2 separate regions of the Rattus norvegicus genome follow, and region 1 is linked to region 2. The links are chromatin contacts, called in public Hi-C maps. All regions are on one chromosome and are shown on one strand. Each heading gives the region's core, a stretch centred on a gene start, on an enhancer-like site or on the middle of the called end of the contact. The rest is flanking DNA. Distances are from core to core; before and after follow the strand shown. Region 1 overlaps Gna14 (G protein subunit alpha 14). Region 2 holds the start of Gna14 (G protein subunit alpha 14).

Evidence for each region. A called contact is a pair of places that touch in the nucleus more often than the background predicts.
Region 1: a Hi-C map of Schwann cells shows a contact between it and region 2, with 6 times the contacts expected there. The contact joins the enhancer-like site here to the promoter of Gna14 in region 2. A contact is called at or near these places in 11 of 12 Hi-C or Micro-C datasets (the A7r5 cell line, the Rat2 cell line, Schwann cells and 6 more).

Annotation. Positions count from the first base shown.
Region 1 is chr1:223,305,454-223,309,082 of GRCr8, reverse strand. The region is part of intron 2 of Gna14 (G protein subunit alpha 14); the gene reads right to left. Among named protein-coding and RNA genes, the nearest start is that of Gna14, 170 kb to the right of the region's middle. Within about 2 kb of position 1,347, at least 5 of the 93 cell types and tissues checked have an H3K27ac peak or open chromatin away from gene starts, as enhancers often do. A contact at or near this core is called in Schwann cells, where this site is marked.
Region 2 is chr1:223,140,393-223,143,668 of GRCr8, reverse strand. It overlaps Gna14 (G protein subunit alpha 14), which reads right to left and starts at 1,867. Exons shown (of 7, transcript NM_001013151.2): 1 at 233-1,867. The coding sequence starts at 356.

The DNA of each region.
Region 1 (3,629 bases), core at 98-2,597, 170 kb before region 2:
CTCACACCCCGTAAACCACCAATGTAAATGCTTTCACGAGTTGTTATATGTCTTACTTAGACACTTGTGTCCAGGCTGAGGTCCATAGGACACATGCAACTCAGGACAGCTATGACTACAGCCTAACCCGAAATCACAAACTTACTACAAACAGGGTGTTGTTGTTATTGTTGTTGTTGTTGTTGTTGTTGTTGTTGTTGCTGCTGTTGTTGTTTTTGGTTTTGGTTTGTAACCTGATTGCCCAACTTCCATGCATGGTTTTTGTAGATGATGTCATGTGACAATCTCTAAAGGCCAGATACTCCTGGAAGGGAATGATGACAAAAGAAACAGTCATATGGTGGCTCATGCCTTTAATCCCAGCACTGGAGAGGCCGAGGCAGGCAGACCTGTGAGTTCAAGGTTAGCCTGGTGTACACAGTAAGTTCCAGGACAGCCAGGACTATACAGAGAAACCATATCTCAGAAAACACTAAACGGGGGAGGTGTCTGCGTGTTCAGAACAGGCCCTGGGTTTTATGTTTTAAGTATTTTAAACCTAAGGCAGTTTGAATCCACCAAGACAGTGGAACCCACCAGAAGCAGGGCTCACTATGTGGCTGAAGAAAGCTGCCCTTCCTGTGATCACTTCTTTGGGGTTAGTTGGGCCGCATGTGCCTAGAGGCCTCGTGATGTGTCCCATGACAGATAGGGTTTCCTGCCACCAACTTGCTCCTCCTCGTCTGGCTCTGGAGTGGCCTTAGTTTCAGCTTTGTTTGTTTTACAGGAGACAGTTCAGTCCAACAAACATAAGATCTGCTCTTTCCCTCTCTTTCAGTGTCTGTTCTTTGTCCGGATATGTACCCTGATACCCACGGAACGCTGACATTTGTTTCACGCCCCTGCCCAGTCCAGTGGGAGTCCTTGTAGGGTGGGGCGAGAAGCTTCACGGCACACTGTTATTCTGGGACCCAGGCTCACAGCAGCAGGTGACTCTAACAACATCCTGGGTCCTGGAGTCTTCCATGCCCGCAGAAGAGTGGAAAGAGCAGGGAACATCGGGCAGAAGTTCTGTGAACTGGGTCTGGATGCTGAAGACATCACGTCTAGACACAGTTCAGTGAGCCAGGGTTGGTCGAAAGTGTCCACTGAGTATAGAGGAGGCAGGGGAAACCGGGCTGCCTGTACTCAAATGGAAAAGAAGTGGAATTGCTTGAAGGCAGAGTGATGTCTACGCTACTTAGAGACTCACAAAACCTCTTTTGCCAAAGTGACTTCTGAAACATGAATGATTGCAGTGTAGTTGGTCAAAATGGAGCTGGTGGACCAAATCCAGCCCCTGACTCAGTTTGTGAATAACATTCTTCTGGAACATAGCCTCGGCTGTCACACCGTCTCCTTTCACACTGACCACAACAGTGCCAAGTTGTTGGGTCAGAACCCAGATGATCTGCAGGGCTTTAAACACTTCTATGACCCCCCCCCCACACACACACATGCACACACACATGCACAAACGCTTGTGACCCCTGGAAACAGCTGGATAATTAAATTCACCCATGTAGCACACCACTGTCCCCCTCTATATATCTGAATTCATTCATCTGGGGTCTGTTTTATGAAGGAATCATTCTCCATTGGGTGTTGTGTTTTCTTTTCTTTTTCTTTTTAAGACCAGAATATATTTTGGTAGGGTAAGGTATGGTGAGGTGGGAGGGGTGCCTCCGCGGTGGCCCATGCTGAGGTATCCCTTCCCCCTGAGGTACCAACCCCAAGGTGGTATAGTATAGAATAGAGTTTATTTAGGCCATGGGAAGGGGAGTTGAGAAGGGAGTAGGGGCAGATAGAAGACATACATACATACATACATACATACATACATACATACATACATACAGACAATGGAGAGGCTGGAAAGGGGGAGGGGAAAGGGGAGAGAAGGAAAAAGGGGTCAAGGAGAGAAGGGCGGGGGGGGGGTAGAAAGAGTTCTCCTTTGCTAGATTTAACAAAGAAAATAAGCATTTCTACCTCCAGGTGAGGTAATATTTTGTGGCTAGGCAGAAACTGCCTATTTCATCTACAGACTGATACTGTCCAAAAAGGGACACCTTATGCAGAATGGTTGACTGATAATTTTGCCAAGACAGAATTATCAACCCTTCAAGATTTCTGCATTTCAAGGGTCTGTCAGTTGATTTTGGGTCAGAAGGCTGAAGATTTGCGCTCACATGTGGCTAACAGAGGACTGTGCTAGTGGAGATTTGTCTCTACAACCTCTCAGCTCTGGAAGCTGTGTTAGGCTTCCTATGTGTATAGATATTTGGTCATTCTCAGATTTCTGATGGGGTTGAAGACTGATTACAGTCTCATAGCCTATCAGGCTATTTGACTTTGAAAATGCATATCTTATTAGATAGCTATCAGATAGTATACAAGCTAGCCAGAATATAACATAGATTTTAAGCCTTTCTTAAGCTGGAATGGATAACTAAATGTTCTGTTTAACTGATAAAGTGTTGGACTGGGTGTTAGATATATTTTATGCTTTTAATTACAAAATGATAATAGCTGTGCTCAGCTTATATTTGAAAGAAAAGTTTTTTTTAATTAGACAAAAAGGGTTAAATGTAGGATGTCATTATATAGGTGAAGGCAGGTACAAGATAGAATGAGGCCTGTCATTGGACGAGAAGGAAGGATGGGCGGGAGAAAAGTTTTAGAGAGGGGAGGAGACTGGAGAAGGTAGGAGAAGCAGCCGAGAGACCATGGAGGCTGATGTTAAGGTTCCTCTCCGCACATTCATGGGTTTTTATGAATGTTCTTAAGGGATGGATGTGTACAGGGCTTTGTATGTCTAGTGGTCAATTATATCTTATCAACTGGATCAGAGGTTATTATTGTGTTGTGTGTTCTTTCATGTGGCGATTTAATTGAATTCAAGAGAGTGTGATGACTGGAGACATACGTATGTCTGGCATGGTGGCAGCCTGCCTTGGGAACTAGATAGATAGAGAGATTGTTGCCAGGCTCAGAGAGAAGCCACCGGCAGTGTGATATGGGATGGAGCAGAGCGGGTGAGAGGCTTTGCTGACTGAGATGAAGACGTCTACCAGAGAGCTTGGGGCACTGCGGTGCCAAACCTAGTGCAGGGTAAAAGACAGCATTTTTTTTATAATTTTACAGCAACATTTATATTTTAAAAAGAGGAAGGAATGTGTGGGTGGGTGACCATGAAGTCCTCCAGCCTGGAGAGAGATGGTTACGTGTGTTAGGGCAATTGCTGTGTGCACCAGAGTCTTTCTCTGCATGCCTTGTTTGGCAAACACTCTGCACCATTCAGGTTCTGTGGAGGACAAAGCTCAATTTCCCTCTCAAAAAGGAGAGAAGGGATGGTTCAGCAGTTAAGAGGCTTACTGCTCCTGTAGAAGTCATCATTTCTGTTCACAGCACTCACATCAGGCTAATTACAACGAAGGGCCTGAAACTTCAACTCAGGAAGTGATCTTAGCTGTGGACATTCGCATTCATATGCACATACCTATTCTAAGCTTAATTGTGTATTAAAAGAAAGGAAGGAACCAAAAAATGTGGATGCTTCAGTCTTTCTTAGAAGGGAGGACAAAATACTCACGAGAGGAAATACAGGGACA
Region 2 (3,276 bases), core at 618-3,117:
CAGACAAGGGCCCAAGAGCTGAGCCCTAGCCCTGCTCTGAGATATTGGGAGTTTGCAATCGAAGGTCACCCTGGTTCCCAGGTGCGAAAAGACCCGTGCCTAAACCCGGAGGTGGTAGCACTTGTGAGCCTGGAAGGAACCTGGAAGAAACTCAAGTCACCGAGCAGGCTTGCTGGGATAGGAAGGAGTCGGGAACACCGGAGCGGTGCGCTGGTAAAACGCGGCCACTCACCCAGCAACAACAGCTTGAGCTCGCGGCGCGCGTCCTTCTTGTCGCGGCGAAGTTGCCGTTCAATCTCCGCGCTGATGCGCTGCGACTCTTTCTCCTCCGCAGACAGACAGCAGCAGCCGGCCATGGCTTACCACCCCAACAGAGCGACAGGGACCTGGAGTTTAAAGCCCGGCTGTGCGGATTATCCGCGCCAGGCGCTGGATTTGAAGAGGAAACACTTGAACAGACTATGGTATGGAGCAAGAGGCTCGGACCTCCTGGGCTAACCGCTTTCTCGAAGGTAGTTCCGAGGTCCGGCGAGTCCTGAGTGCTTGTGTGGTCCCGGATCAGGCACTCAACCCGGCGCTTGGGAGGGAGAGAAGAGCGAGTTGGGCGGTGTGAGTGGCGCTGTCTCCAGAAGATGTGCGCTCCCAGACACTGTAGCTGGGCACCCAGGTAGGCAACACAGACCGCGAATCAAAAGTTGGGGCGTCGGTGCCGCTGCAAGAGTGGTCTCTCCGCGACTGTAGGGTGTCGTAGGCTAGCAGCAGGTGTGGCGTGGCTTGCAGATAAAGGACCAGCTAGTCCCTGTCTGCAGTGTTCTGAAAATCTCAATCCTTAGACCTTCGCCGAATGGAAGGTTCCTCCAGGACTCTGGAGTGATGGCTCTAAGTGACAGGAGGAGGCGGGGCGTCTCGAACCTACAGCCTTGACGTCTACAGGAGTTGCCTGAAGACCTACCCCAAGCCTTTGGTGCCTGGGGACAAAGGAGAGCAACAAGAGGCTGGAGTGCGAGCAGTCTCACACCTCCCTCCTTGGCGGTGGCGCCCTAGTGCAGGCAGGTCCACTTGCCAAGCTTGCTGTAACCAGCAGGCACTGGCTTCCAGCCCCCTTCCCGCTGCCAGATCCGGGTTCAGACAGGTGAGGGAATTTCGCCAACTCCCAACCTCAGTGCCAGAGGAAGAGGCAGCGCACTAGCGGACCCGAGCCAGACGTCTGCAGCCCGGCCACACACCGCATGCCAGCAGCTAGGCTCAGACCTCTCTTCCCACCTGACGCTGAACTTTACCCACCAGCTTCTTTCTCCACGTCTCACACTTGGGGTTTCTAGACCCGCTCACTCCGCTTCCCGGGATGCCACAACTCAATTTGGGCTTAGCGCAATCCGTGGGTCAGCTCGAAGCTAGTGCAGATGGGCCCGCTGGCTGGGTTAGGAACTGCAGCTGCCTCCAGATCCGGGAAAGGAGCAGAGGGCTAGTTAACGCCTCCCAGCCTGTTCTATCTCCCCGCACCGGATGAGGGGGCCGGGGACTGGAGAGGTGAGGGTGGAAACCGGCTGGCTGCTTTGCATTCGATGATGGAAAAGACTTCTGCTTTGTAGAAAGAGTTGGCACCTTCCCGGCACACCTGGCCAGTTCCCTGCCCAGCCCTGCAGCCAGACTGCTGCTTCCGGACAGCTCCTGGAACTCTTGCGAGTAGATGTGGGAAATCTAAAAGCACCCTTGACAACTCAAATGGAAAGGCAAATTACCCTCGCTGATTTTGTCTGTGCAGATTTTAAGGTGCAGATAAGGGATCCTGAGGGACCATGGCAAAGAATCTTCTTTTCCTTCTATTCAAGTAGGCATATGACTTGTGCACACTTACGGAATCAGAGGCTAATGCTTCCTCTGTGAAGAGCAATTGAAGCAGGAGTGGGGCGCCGTGGTCATTATATAAGAACTTGGCAGCTAATGCTATCTGGCTGCAAAGTCTTGTTTACTTTACAGTTTAAGAAGTGCAGACCAATCAGGCTTTAAAATGTCCTGTATTTTAGTACCCTTCCAAGCATAAATTAACGACAACAGTGTCCCCTACTGGAAAATTTCTGGATTTTTTTTCTCTGCAATCTGTCACCCACTTTTTCCCTTGGATCCTACAGGTGACAAGACTGCCACCACTACTTGGCTCCTCAAACTCCACAATCACACTCTTTAGTCTCCCATAGATATTAAAACCAGTGCAAATCTGAATTCCAACTTAACTGGAATAACTGACCAGTTCAGGCTCCAGTCACTAGCCTTCCAAAACAGATCGTGACAGATCGGCCCTGGTGAACTTGGCAGTACCTACCGGAAGCCCTCAGTGTTCCCATTCACTTTGATCAAACCTGTAATCCTTCTATAGTACGAGTGCTGAAGATTTCTATCTTCAGCTAACAATAAAAACTCAATGGGAAAGATGTCAACAGCAGGAAATAGGCTGAATTAACTATGTTTTTGTCCACCTAGGATGATATCATGTATCCGTTGAGGTAATTTATGAGTAACATTATGTTCCAATGAATAACACTTTAGGATGTTTTGGTGAACGTCAGCCTGCATACAACATGGTGGTGCCACCATCTACTTCAGGGCTGGGCATGTAGCTAGGTGGTAAAGCACTTGCCTTCTGTACATTCAACACTGGGAAAAAAAATCACACCATCCAATGACAGCATAATGGTCCAAGCTTGTATAAGAACACTGCAACATTCGTGAACCATTGTAGCTGAGTAGCCATTCACTCCTTAGACTATATTCCCACCATTCGTGCATGACTACATAAGGACAACAAACGGGAGACTCCTCAAAACACATCCAGCAGAAAAGACAAGGCACACACAAACATGTAAGCAGTAAGACAGAAATGGTATGGGGAGAATACACACGTGCATTTATTTATTTTTTTCATTTTTTTATTTATTTTTTTATTAACTTGAGTATATCTTATTTACATTTTGAATGTTGTTCCCTTTCCGGGTTTCCGGGCAAACATCCCCCTAATCTCCCCTCCCCTTCTTTATGAGTGTTCCCCTCCCCACCCTCCCCCCATTGCCACCCTCCCCCCAACAATCACGTTCCCTGGGGGTTCAGTCTTAGCAGGACCAAGGGCTTCCCCTTCCACTGGTGCTCTTACTAGGATATTCATTGCTACCTATGAGGTCAGAGTCCAGGGTCAGTCCATGTATAGTCTTTAGGTAATGGCTTAGTCCCTGGAAACTCTAGTTGCTTGGCATTGTTGTTCATAAGGGGTCACGAGCCCCT